Linked DNA regions of Sus scrofa: region 1 is linked to region 2. A link is a contact called in public HiChIP or PLAC-seq data. All regions are on one chromosome and are shown on one strand. Each heading gives the region's core, a stretch centred on a gene start, on an enhancer-like site or on the middle of the called end of the contact. The rest is flanking DNA. Distances are from core to core; before and after follow the strand shown.

Region 1 (6,439 bases), core at 890-3,389, 240 kb after region 2:
TGAGTGCGTTTTAGGAAAAGGAAAGGGAGTATTCACTATGACCAGGCTTGTGTTGGGAGCTTTGGGAGACACGATTTAGAGGGAAAACCTTCACCCTCCATTCACTTACAATTAAGCCAAAATAACAAGGAGTCTCTCTTGAGGCAGTTAAGAAACACGGCAGGACATGCTCGTTGGAGGGTTGGTACCTACGGGATATCTTCTCCATCAATCTATGAGTTGGATGCTGGAGGGGGACGTGAGCCTCAATCACAAGGATTTCGAGAAAGGAAAGAAGAATCCTGGCATACACTGAGGACAACGGTGATTGCTACGCTCAACTGACGTAGTGACAGGTGAGCCGTGAGTGTGTCACCAGGGAGTTTCCCGTAGACGGGGCTCAGAGAAGGCTTCTTGAGGAACTGCCCTTCCAGGAGAAACCTGAAGGCAGAGTGGGAATTAGGCAAAGAACAAGGGAAGAGAGGGAAGGGCGCATGGGAAAGCCTCGCCTGAAGCTGGAGAGGGCTTGGGCATCAGAGGTGGAGAAAGTATTCCTGGGTGGTGAGGCAGAGCAGGGGATGGAGGTCGGGAAACTGTGTGAGATGAGCCTGGGCGGTTGGCAGGGGCTGGGTTTGCAGGGACTGAAGCTGATCTGTGTTGGGAAGGTGGATAAAAGGGGAGGGTGGTGTGACCACGAGCTGGTGCTAGAGGAGGATCGCACATGGATGTGACTGGGCAGAAATGGCTTCGTGAGCACGTAAGAGAACAAGGTCAGGGCGGCACGTGGCTCCGAATCAGGGCCAGGGTAGATGCTGTGTAAATCGGGTGATGATTCCAGATATGATTTTCTCCATTCAGGTGTGCGGCTGAAAACTCAGAGCTTCAAAAGCGTGCCTCGAATAGCAAATCTTGAGAATCCGTTGACATGGAGTTTGAACAAAGCACAGAAGAGACAAATCCTGATGTGTTTGCCAATTGGCATAGAGGAACAGGCAGGGGAGGGATTGGCATTGTCACCTTGTGACACCTGAGCTAGATCTTGAGGAATGAATGGGAGCTCACCAAGCAAGGATGGGGGAAGGGACACGCAGGCAGAAGGCACAGCAGAGGCAAAAAGCCAGGGGGTTCTCAAAGCGCCTGGCGGGTGAAGGGAACAGGTTGGAGGTATGAGCTTAGATTCCTGGAGGAGAGGGGGAGAGGGGATGCGGGGGGTGCAGGTGGTCGGTGGGTAGGCTGTGCGGAGCCTCCTGCACCAGACATGGGAACTGGGGCACAGCAGGATCAGATGGTTCATAATAATATATCCAGCTCCCCTCTGTGCTCGATCACCCCTGGGGACTAGAGAGGCATGTGGGGCCCTTCCCCCTCTTCGTCTGCACAAAGACACACCTTTTAGGGAGGCCAAGGTGGCAGATGAGGGTGACAGATCCTGTAATCCTATCCCCAGTCCCTGGGTCAGCGGGCTCCCGCCCAAGTCTGCTGTTAAGACAGAGGTTGGAAAACTGCTTTTCTCATCCCCCTGGCCCCAGGTGGCTGGGATGGAAGCCACCGGGGTGCTCTGGAGACAGCATTGGCTGCGGGATGGGCCCCTGAGAGAACACAAATGAAACCCAAGGCAACATGAAAGATGGCGGAGGTGGCCAAGGGCTGAGCTTATCAAGTGAGCTCCTCCTTGGAATCAGAGAAAGGGACAGAGCTTCCCTTGTTTGCTCTCCTTTTACCTCCTGGTAAATTGCCGGCCGGGGGTCTGTGGGACGGAGGCGTGGGTGAGGCTCAGCTATAATCCGGCCTGGGAGGCCGGCAGGTTTCCCGGCCCCCCTGGATTTTTAACATTTTCTTGTTGGAAGTCACAGCCTCAAGCAAACAGTTGAACACCATTTACGGGGAGGGACGGAAAGGTAAAAGACTGTCTCTGCGTCAAAGGAGGTTGTAATCTAGATAATGACAGGGAAAGAGGCCCAGGGCCTTCATCTCTCTCACTCAGCTGGGAGCTCGTCAGGAGCAAGGGCCTCTCAAAACCACACTGACATCTGTCTCTGGGGTCAATATACACGTCCTCTCATTCAGAATTCTTTCAGCTGTGAGTATTAGAAACCCAGCTCAAAACGGCTTAAATGAAAAGTGAAGTATATTGACTTACAGAATTGAGAAATCCAGGGCAAGAATGACTCAGGCGTGACTGGACCGAGGGGTCAACGGAAGTCATAAGGTCAGACTTTCTTCCTTGTGTTGGCCTTGTTCTTTTTTTTTTTTTTTTTTTTTTCCTGTTATAGTTGATTTGCAGTGGTGCGTCAGTTTCTCCTGTACAGCATAGTGATCCAGCCATACATATACATACATACATTCTTTTTCTCATGCTATATTCCATCACGCTCTATCTCAAGAGACTGGCTATGGTTGCCTGTGCTGTACAGCAGGACCTCATTGCTTTATGCATTCTAAATGTAACAGTTTGCATCTACCAACCCAAACTCCCTGTCCATCCCACCCCCTCCCCCTTGGCAACCACAGATCTGTCCTCTATGTCTGTGAGTGTGTTTCTGCTCTGTAGTTGGGTTCACTTGTGCCATAATTGTGTGTGTGTGTGTGTGTGTGTGTGGTGGTTGTTTTTTTTTTTTTTCATTATAGCTAGTTTACAGTGTTCTGTCAATTTTCTACTGTGCGGCATGGTGACCCAGTTACACGTCTATGTATACATTCTTTCTTCTCACATTATCATGTTCCATCATAAGTGACTAGACATAGTTCCCAGTGCTACACAGCAGGATCTCATTGCTTATCCATTCCAAAGCATTCGTGCCATATTTTAAATTCCACATATAAGTGATATCATGCGGTGTTTGTCTTTCTCTTTCTGACTTACTGCATTTAGCATGAGAATCTCTACTTGCATCCATGTTGCTGTATATGCCACTATTTCATTCTTTTTGTGGCTGAGTAGTATTCCATTGTAGATATGTACCACATCTTCTTAAGCCATTCATCTATCAATGGACATTTGTTTCCATGTCCTGGCTGTTGTGAATAGTGCTGCCGTGAACACAGGGGTGCGTGTATCTTTTTGAATTATAGTTTTGTCCGGATATACGCCAGGCACTTCTGCTGGAATACTTCCCTCACAGGCCTCATTCTTAAGTAGATTCTTACTAAGTGGTGGCTCTTGGTGGCAAGAAGTAGATCTTTAGCAACCCTAGTGGAAAGAGTTTCTTTCTCCCAGGAGTTACAGCAGAAGCACTTGGACTGGATCTTGCTGAACTGATATGGGTCACAAGTTAATTCCTGATACAATCACTGGCCAGAGGTATGGAATATGCTGGTTGGCCAAGCCTGGGCCCCATGTCCATATTATAGCAATATAATATTTTGCATTTGAATAACAGAGCAGCTGGAGTGATTCTTTTTAAAACCTACATCAGAAGAGTTCCCTGGTGGCTCAGTGGGTTAAGGACCTGGCATAGTCACTGATGTGGCTTGGGTCTCTGCTGTGGTGTGGGTCACTCCCTGGCCGGGGAACTTCCTATAAATAAATAAATAAATAAATACATACATAAATACATAAATCCTGCATCAGATCACTTTACTCCCCTGCTCTGAACCTTCCATCACACTCAGAACAAAAGCCCAAATTCTTATAATAGTCCACAAGAAGTGCAGATGCTACACAATCCACATCCCTGCCCAGCTCCGATTCCTCACTGACTTCCTCTCCCATAATCTCCCCTTGCTCACTATGTTCCATCCAGGCTGGCATCCTTGCTGATCCACAAGCCATGAGGCATAAGTAGCATCGCTTTCTTTATTAATACAACGAGGATGCTGGTAGGAGACTTCTGACATTGTGTCTGCCCAGCATTCCTCTTTTTCTGGCATCTCAGTGACATCCCCTCACCCTCTGTCTTTCAGGAAGTGTTGGCCCCATCCCAGAGCTAAAGATGGACTTGGGACGGACCCCTCAGAACATTCCAGCAGCATTCCAAAACCATTCACAGAGCTTGGTTCAAGGATGGGCTCGTGACCCAAGTGGACCTAATGAAATTCAGTCCTGATACTTACATTGGAATTATTAGAAATGAAAACCTCTCTTTATGCTAAGGCTGTTAGAGGGATAACACAAGTATTGTCACCAGAGCTACCACGTGGAAAGAGGGTCTAGTTGACAAGCGCCAGGGAAAGCAGTGCAGCAAGACAGGGAGAGGGAAACCAAGTTCTGGTGATATCTTTGAGCCCCTGGATTCAGCCTTTCCTGAACCCACTAGACTTAAAAGTACATGTCTTAGAAGATTCCCTTGTTTGCTCAAATCAAGCTGAGTTCAGTTTCAGTTAATTGTAATTGAAAGACCACATCCAAGGGCTGCCTTGTAAGGGTTAAATGAGATTGTGAATTATAATGGGCTTAGTAAGTGCTTTAAAAAAAAAAAATGAAGCAAGAGTCATTATTATCAGCATTTTATTCTTCTGCATTCATATTGAAATATGTTTTCACTTTTAAAACTTTTACTTATGAGGCGTTTCCATCGTGGCGCAGTGGTTAACGAATCCGACTAGGAACCATGAGGTTGCGGGTTCCATCCCTGGCCTTGCTCAGTGGGCTAAGGATTCAGCGTTGCCGTGAGCTGTGGTGTAGGTCTCAGACATGGCTCTGGCATAGGCTGGGCAGCTACAACTCAGATTGGACCCCTAGCCTGGGAACCTCCATATGCCATGGGTGCGGCCCTAAAACAGCACACATACACAAAGACCTTTTACTTACGAAAAAAGCATTTAAAATTCTGTGTTATTAGGGCTGATGTTCATTTGGTACCAGGTGGTCACATGGGTTATTAGGAATATAGCCTTTTTTTTTTTTTTTTTTTTTTTTTGCTTTGCTTTTTGGGGCCGCACCCACAGCGTATGGAAATTCCCAGGCTAGGAATTTGAAGCAGAACTACAGCTGCTGGCCTACACCACAGCTCACAGCCATGCCAGATCCTTAACCCACTGAGTGGGGCCCAGAATTGAACCTGCATCCTCATGGGTCCTAGTCGGGTTTGTAACCTGCTGAGCCATAACAGCAACTCCTCGTGCTACATATTTTTGATATCACCTCTGGGAACATCTATTAACTTTTTGATATGCATGCATTAGATGGCATCACTGGACGATCAACAGTTCCTCGAAATAAGAGCACCACCCTCCATCCCTCAACTCACCAATTATTGTTAACGGTATAACCTCTTCTGATCCTAAAGATACCAGAGGCATAGTTTTGCATGGTGGTGACTCAGTAGGCAAGGGCACCAGGCCAAGTCCTTTTTGTCGCTCTGCCTGTTACCTTGTAGAGCTCCTTCCTTTATTTCTATATCATGGTCATATTCGTGATTCCTAGTGGCAATCTGATATTCCTTTGTTTTAACACATGAGAGCCGGCCTAACCCTCCCTCCACAGTGGAACATATGGTCCGTTTTTGTTCAGCTTTTCAAATTTTAAAAACTAGCTCTGTTGGAAATTGAATTTCCATGTGGTGCCCATCTTGCTGGTAATAAGCGACGGATTTCCTTCCTGACTCAAACTTCAGTTTTGCGGCATCACAAGACACAGTCTAACTTTTTGTCTGCAAATGATTTTTGTTGGTGCTCTTTGAAATAAGAATCCATGTGTTCGGTTGTGTAATGCTGCCGTTTAATAAATTATTTATTTTGACTCTAAGTCCATAAAGGATTTAAAGTGGTTTATAAAAATATGTACAAGATGGAATCAATACAGGAGGGAGTCAGGGAGAAGGAAAAAATGAGGAGCAGCATATCTGATAGGTATTGTGCTCAGCTGCTGCTAAGAGAGACCAGAAATAACAGTGGCTCAGGAGTTCCCTGGTGGGTCCATGGGTTAAGGATCTGCCATTGCCACAGCTATGGCTTGGATCCCTGCTACGGCACAAGTTCAATCCCGGCCTGGGAATTTCCACTTGCCAAAGGAAGAGGCCAAAAAAACAAAAACAAAAACACAGTGGCCTAAACATCGTAGACATTTATTTTTCTTTTGCATAACTGAAATCTGGAGGGAAGAAGTCTTGAAATGGTATGGTTCACAGCTCCACAATAATTGAGGATATAGGTTCCTTCTTGTGTCTTGCTTCTTTATCCTTGGAATGTGGCTTTATCCTCAAGGCCACCTTGTGGCTCAAGATGGCTATAGGAACTCCAGCCACTGCAGCCACATTTAGACAGCAGGAGGATGAGAGGGAGAAAAACCTTCAATCCAGGTTTCTTTCTTTCTTTTCGTTTTTGTCTTTTTAGGCCTGCACCCGCAGCATATGGATGTTCCCAGGCTAGGGGTCAAATCCGAGCTGTAGCTGCCAGCCTATGCCACAGCCACAGCAACGCCAGATCCTTAACCCACTGAGCAAGGCCAGGGGTCAAACCCACATCCTCATGGCTATTAGTCGGGTTGTTACCACTGAGCCACGATGGGAACACCCCCAGG
Region 2 (6,711 bases), core at 748-3,247:
CTTCCACGAACCAAGTGACGGGGGGGGGGGGGTCTCCACCAGGCAGGTGCCCATCTGCAACATCAGCCAGCAGAGGCTGCACCAAGGGCACACTGTCCCCACCTGCCCGCAGCTATGGCTTCCAGCCCGGCCCAGCCTGTTCCAAGAGGCTCAGGGCTGCAGAGGTGCGGGAAGCTCAGGCCTGGGCACACGGTGGCAAGGCAAAAAGCACAGAGCAAACACTGCTGCTGGCTGTATTTGTGGGGGGCACTGGCTCTGGGTAGCAGTGCCTAGAAAGCGCAGGGCCCAAAGGGACCCATCCTGATTCTGAGCCCTGAACAGGTAGGGCACTCGGAGCAAAAGAGGAGATGCAGAGAAAGCAGGGCAGCCTAGGGGCACTGGGCCTAGGGGCACACCTGGCTCCCTGGGCCTCAGTGTTCTCATCCTTAAAAACTGCGCAGGTGGTAAGCACCTGCCTTGGGGCCACTTCGAGGACTCCACGAGATGCTATAGGCACCGAGGAAGTACACCTGGATGATCACAGAAGCCTGCTCACTGGCCTCCCAGCTTCCCCACGTCACAGCCTGCAGGATCCTTTAAGTGTCAAAGTCAGATCCTGGACCTCCTCTGCTCAAAACCTGCCCCGGCTCCCACCCACTCAGAGTAACGGCCAAACTCCAACCACAGCCGGTGAGACCCGCACAGTCAGACCCCAGTGAGGACTCCCCTCCCTCCTCCCCTCCCCTGGCTCTGTTGCAGCCACAATGGGCACCTCACTGTGTCCCAAACACTGTGTGCAAGTTCCTGCCTCAGGGCCTTTGCAGCTGCTGCTCTGCCTGGAAGGCTCCTCCCCTGTGTCCTCCTGGCTCAGCCCTCCCCTCCTGCACTTAGGTCAGATGTCACCTTCTCAGGGAGGCCCTCACTGGCTGCCTTATGGAAACTTTCAACTGCCACCACCCCAGACCTTCTCATTCTCTTCCCAGCTTAATTTTTCCCCTTATCACTAAGTATGAGGGTTTCTCAACTGCAGCACTCTTGACACCTGGGGCAGGTAACTGTGCTGGGGGGCGGGCTGAGCATCCTGTGTGCTGCAGGGGGTTTAGCAGCATTCTTGGCTCTACACACCAGACACCAGTAGCCCCCGACCCCTTCCCGTAGTTGTGACAACCCAAAATGCCCCCAGACACTGCTGAGTGTCCCCAGGGGTAAAACTGTCCTGGTAACAACCACTGGTCTATACCATTCCTCTTCCTCACTTGCTTATGTCTGCCTCCCAAAACTAGGATATAAGACCACCTACAAAACCTCTCTGTTTTGTCCCTTGTTGGGTCCCCAGGGCCTGTAACAGTGGCGCTGGATAAATAACTGCTGAATGAATGAACTGGGTGAGCAAGCCCGCCCCCTCCCCTACTCACCACGGCTGGCGAGAGCAGGGACTGGCAGTGCAGGAGGACACCGGTGGCCGCCACCTGCTCCAGCCACTTGCGGCTGGCGTCCCGGCCGCTCTCCTCGTACTCGCCGTTGTTGTTGTAGCGGTAGCTCAGGGCTGCCAGCAGCTGCTCAGAGAAGGTACACACGGCGGCCACCAGGGCCTGGCAGAAGATGCTGTCCCTTCGCAGCTGCAGCTCTGTGTCTGTGGGCAGAGGGGGCAGGACCCCGCCGGGCAGGGCTCCTGTGACCTCAGGGCCCAGAAACGCCCCCTTTCCCAGACCCAACCACCTCTCTGGGGCCAACCTGCCAAAATTAATTCATCCCAGGCCCCAAGGCCAATTCCATAAACATCAACTCTCCAAAATCAAGCCAATTTGCTAAGAAACTCAACTCTGAATGACCCGTCTGCCTATTTAAAAAAAAAAAAAAAAACTTGTAATTTTCCAAAGGCTCTCCCCAAACCCTGACCCTCAGCTGTTTCTCCATTTGTTAGGAAATTTCTCGGCCTTGCCTGAGAATGACAGTGATGCCAAGCTCCATGTTTTAGGAAATGCAGTTTACCGCTTCCTCTATTTTGACAACTACGTCTTCTTCCCGTCATGCCCTCCACCCCCACTTCCCTGCCGCCTGCTCGTGACATGATTTCCAGGACTGGCCAACTGGGGGCAGTCATTCAGGGTCCCAACCTCCTGGAAGGGATTATTTTCAATGACTGAATCTGGCCATGGGTTTTCAGACGATTCTGACCTCAATCCTATTCTAGCTGCTGCTTGTCTGAGAACTTCTGGAAGGAAAGGAGGGTCTGAAAACACCTCCAATGTTCCAAGACTGTCCTCGCCCACCATGAACCCCCCTGCTCCCCTCTGTCTGCTGGGGAGGAAGCCCCCAGCTGAGGGAAGAGCCTCCCTAATCAAGGGTGCACTATCCCGTGTCCCCGTCCCGATCGCCAAGGCCTGGGAGGCGGCAAGAGACATTGCTGCTGGCTCCGGGACCCTGAGACTGGTCCCCTGGACACAAGGGGAAGAAGTGAGGTCTAAGGAGTTCTTGGAGGAGCAAGAGGCCACCGTGTTGCCTCCCCCGTGCAGGCCCCAATGACCTCAGGAAGGTCAACCTTGGCCAGCAGAGGCCTCCCTGGGCTGCAGTCATGAGAGCCAGCAGCCGTGAGTGGGTGCACACCACAGGTGCCCTTCCAAAAGCCCTCACCTGTGCATTTCAGCAAGGCCAGGAGCAGCTGGTTCTTTCCATCTGGAAGGAGAAGGACCGAGAAGGGAGATGGGATGAGAGCAGTGAGCGGTGAGCAGGAGGGAACAGAGCTGGGCCCTCCCCACAGCCCTCGGGCTCTGACTCCTCAGTGGTGACAGTGGGTACACACAGTCATGCTCAAGAAGCTTTGATTGACGTTGGGCGGATTCCAGAAACCCCCAGACCTCGGGGGATGGAAGCTCAACTGTGAGCTGCACCCCACCTGTTTACATACACCCGCCAAACGGGGACTGAAACCCACCCCTCCAACTCCTGGGCCAGAGCCCCCCAGCTGCACCTTGTACCTGTGCATGGGCACACACTGACACACCTATGTACATTCACGTGGGCGCCCACTCAGGTCACATACGTTCACACGCATGCTCAGTAGTCACATCCTACACGGCCAAGCCCTACCCGCGTGGAGACAAAGCTCACACCTGCCAGATGCAGGTCTCACATCCTGGTCTCCTTCCTTCAAATAAAGGCCCTTGGGCCCAGAAGGGGCTTAAAAGAAAAATCTGAAAGGCTTCTGGATTTGGCCTCTGGAAATACATTCTGTCCTGGGGAGGCGCCAAGACGCAGGGCTGGGTGTGGTGACAACAGCCACGTGCACTCACTGAGATTTACCAGCGCCAGGCAGGGCGCTAAGCATCTTCTTTGCATTGGCTCATTTAATTCTCACGAGAACCCTGAGGGGGGTAGCCTTGTGAACCCATGAAGAGACTGAGGCACAGAGAAGTCAAGGAACTTGCCAAGGTCACACAGCCAATAAGTGGGAGAGCTGGGGTTCCAGCACTGGCCATCTGGCTCCAGAGCCTATGCTCTTAACCAATGGCAGTTTGGAAAATAGGACAGCTCAGGGCCAGCAAAGATGTCCCCTCCTACTCAGAGGGTGCTGTTCCTGGGGTCATGGCCTAGCTGACCTGGTTAAATGTCTCCCTGGCCTGGGTCCTTCTAACTCAGGAGTTCCAGGTTCAAATGCTGCCAAGGGCCAGGCAGGTAATGCAGAGCCCAGGCCGCAGGGCGTGGTGGGAACCACGCGGATTGGAAGGCACCCCTCCTCCACCTCAAGCTGGAGCCACCACTCAGCTCCAGCCAAGTGTGAATGTGGGATTGCGAGCCGGTTATCACCAGATCTTCTGATTGTTCGAGAATAGCCAGAAAGACAGCTTTTATGTGGGATCTTGGATTATAAACGCTGGCAGCAGATTCTCATTTTTCAACACCGCAGCATCAAAAACCTAACTATGGGCCTGAGTCAGGACCTGTACCTCCACCCCCGGCCCCAACTTGTAACCTTGATAATGAACAAAAGAAATGAATGAAATCCACAATTTTTGGAAGGCCTCCCAGCCTCCTGACTCTGCAAGGAAGTCCCCAGCACCCCACATCCGTGGTTCCCGAACTGTCCCAGGCCCCGCCCAGGGCAGGACACGTCTGGGAGAGGGGCACTGGCTCGCGTCCTCTCACTGCACCTGGAGCGCCAGGGCCACAGGGGGCGGGGGGGGGGCATTCCTGACTCTTCCATGTTCCTCTTTAGGAACCGAACACCACAAAACCTCCACGTCGCATCCTTCTCTGCCCGACTGACCTTCCACATATTTCTGGATGTTGTCCACCAGGGTCTTGATGGAATTGGGGAGGTTCCAGGGGTCCTCCTGGATGCTGATCTGGATCAAGCTCCGGCCACGGATTGTACACTCCTCCTTCTGTTTGAACTCTGGGGCAGGAAAGGGACACGAGAGCAGGAAAGGGACAGTTAGGTAGCTTTGGGAAATGGTGGCACAAAGGCCTCTGTCCCACCACTAGATTCCAAAGCTCAGAATCCTAGATCAAGGATGCTGCAGGACTCTTGGGTATTAACTGGTCCACAGACGGCAAATACATGATAAGCCTGCCACTAATTCATGGAAGCACACCTGTGGCAGACATCGCTAGTCAATCTTAGCACTGCTTCCTGCTAGGCTGAGGCAGTGACCCCTAAGAGGTACAACCAACCAGACCTCACAAATCAATCACAGCATTCTTTTGCCTGAAGGTAGTGACAGAAGGATTCTCAGGAACCACCTCTGCATAGCCACAACCAGTCAAGCTGGTACATGAGCTGTAACCTAGTGTAACCTTTTCCCGGCACAGAGGAGGGTGTCCAGGCACAGAGTGGGAAAGTGACTTGCCTGAAGTCACACAGCAGGGTAGTGACAGAGCTGGGACTTGAACCTAGCCCCAGACAGGCAGACGCAGGCCCCTGCTCCTTTGGCCTCTTCCATTACAAAGTCCCAGGTTTTTGAGATATTTGCGGTTTGGTTGCCTCTGGGTTTGATGTTTCCACTTTCTACGGTCCATCCCAGGACCTCCTGAGACAGCAGGAGGGCAGCCCAACTCTGTACCACTCCCTGCCTTATTAGGAGACTACCTGTTTCTTTCCTATCTCCTGCACCCAAGTGGAAGCTCCCTGGGGTCAGGGGCAGTGTCATGGTCCCCAGTGCCAGCACAAGGCCTGGCACAAGCTGGTTCTTGGGCATTATTTACTGGATGTATGAACACATGGATGCACGGGTGGGTGAGCAGATGGGGACGGCGGGTAAGTGGGTGGGGGTAAGTGGGTGGTGGGAGGCTGCAGAGATAAGGGCACGGTAGTGGGTGGGTAGGTGAATGAGTGGAAGGATGGATGGAAGGATGAACTGATGGAAGGACAGACGGGTGGATGGATGGAGAGTCGGATGGATGGGAAAATGTGCGGAAAAGTAGGTAGAATGACATAAATGTCAAATCCTTCTCTCACAATCATTTCAAAGAGAAAGTCCCAGTTTGGTGCGGTAAATCCTTAGCACTTTAATGCACTAATCCCCCTCATGAATAAAGAACAAAGAACTCTGGGCAGGCAACAGTGGCCCAACTACAGCACAAGCACATTTTTGTTGTTCTTTCCATTGGATTTATCCTTATGGTCATCATTATTTTATGGCACGTTGTACTGCTTTTCCATTTCCAGGGAGTTTAATAAGTTCCTTTCAAAATTACATTTTTTTAAAGGGAGACATTGTTTCAGACAAGTTCTATCAATAAAATATAGGCAGTAAATGAATATTGTTGAGCAAATGTAACATCAGTAGATCTGTGACTGTCTCTGACTATGCCTAAAGTGATAAAAGGGCTGGAGGGTCTGAGGTTCAGCCAACTCCGCTCCAGTCCTTAACCTCGTGTTACAGATGGACAGACGGAGGCGCTGAAAGGCTCAGGGAGCAGCCAAGGATCTGCACACTTTTTCCGTAAAGGGTCACACAGGGACTGATTAAGGCTGGGCAGGGCATGCTGCCTCTGGCACATATACATTCTTTCTTTCTTTCGTTGTGACAACTCATTATAATGAAAAATCATTCCTGGCTTACAGTCTGTACAAAAACAGGCCATGAGCTAGTTCTGGCTCATGGGCTGAACCTGCTAACTGTCCCTGGACCAGCCCATGGCCGTTTGGAAGGCGAGAGGCAAAGCTGAGAACATGGCCCAGGGGCGGGGGCGTGGGGGAGGGCTGACCCCATCCAGCACACGTCCCCCATCGCAGGCTCTCTTTGCTGGATGCTGGATGTCACCCGTGGCCCTGCCTGGGGATACCTGTCTGCTCACCTTGCAAGCTGTGATCCATGGGGAAATGCTTGGTCTCTTCAAAAGCCCTGCTCATGATGGGTCCCTTGAGGAGGGCGTGGATGGAGTCCACCTGGGTGGCAGCAAGTTGTAGGTTAGTGTGGCTCCCAGGGTCCTCCAGGTCCTGACCCTTGACCCACAGGGACCCGTGACCCACACCCCCTGCCCTGGCTCCTGGTGTATGGGTTCTGACCAGGGGTGATGGGCAGAACTCAAGGTCAGGCCAAGATTGGGATAAAGGTCCTACCTGGTTAAAGAGATGCTCTAGACAGCCATGGAGCTTGTCCTGCTTGTCTGACGGGATCCTCATGTCACAGGGCAGCTCATCCCCTGGAAGGAAGAAACCACAGTCACCAACTACTCCTGCCCCATCGCACACCTTCCCAGCCTCTTTCCCAAGAAGGCAATGTAGAT

Evidence for each region. HiChIP or PLAC-seq counts read pairs in DNA pulled down with a chosen protein or histone mark.
Region 1: an H3K27ac HiChIP or PLAC-seq map of alveolar macrophages shows a contact between it and region 2. The contact joins two enhancer-like sites. A contact is called at or near these places in 1 of 47 Hi-C or Micro-C datasets (embryonic fibroblasts) and 1 of 2 datasets of contacts at active chromatin or transcription factors (alveolar macrophages).

What each region holds. Positions count from the first base shown.
Region 1 is chr17:50,599,507-50,605,945 of Sscrofa11.1, forward strand. It overlaps the pseudogene LOC110257393. Among named protein-coding and RNA genes, the nearest start is that of ARFGEF2, 29 kb to the right of the region's middle. Within about 2 kb of position 2,140, at least 10 of the 83 cell types and tissues checked have an H3K27ac peak or open chromatin away from gene starts, as enhancers often do. A contact at or near this core is called in alveolar macrophages, where this site is marked.
Region 2 is chr17:50,363,119-50,369,829 of Sscrofa11.1, forward strand. PREX1 (phosphatidylinositol 3,4,5-trisphosphate-dependent Rac exchanger 1 protein) reads right to left here. Exons shown (of 40, transcript XM_021078040.1): 28 at 6,545-6,627; 29 at 6,280-6,370; 30 at 4,247-4,375; 31 at 2,614-2,655; 32 at 1,395-1,612. Among named protein-coding and RNA genes, the nearest start is that of PREX1, 180 kb to the right of the region's middle. Within about 2 kb of position 1,998, at least 2 of the 83 cell types and tissues checked have an H3K27ac peak or open chromatin away from gene starts, as enhancers often do. A contact at or near this core is called in alveolar macrophages, where this site is marked.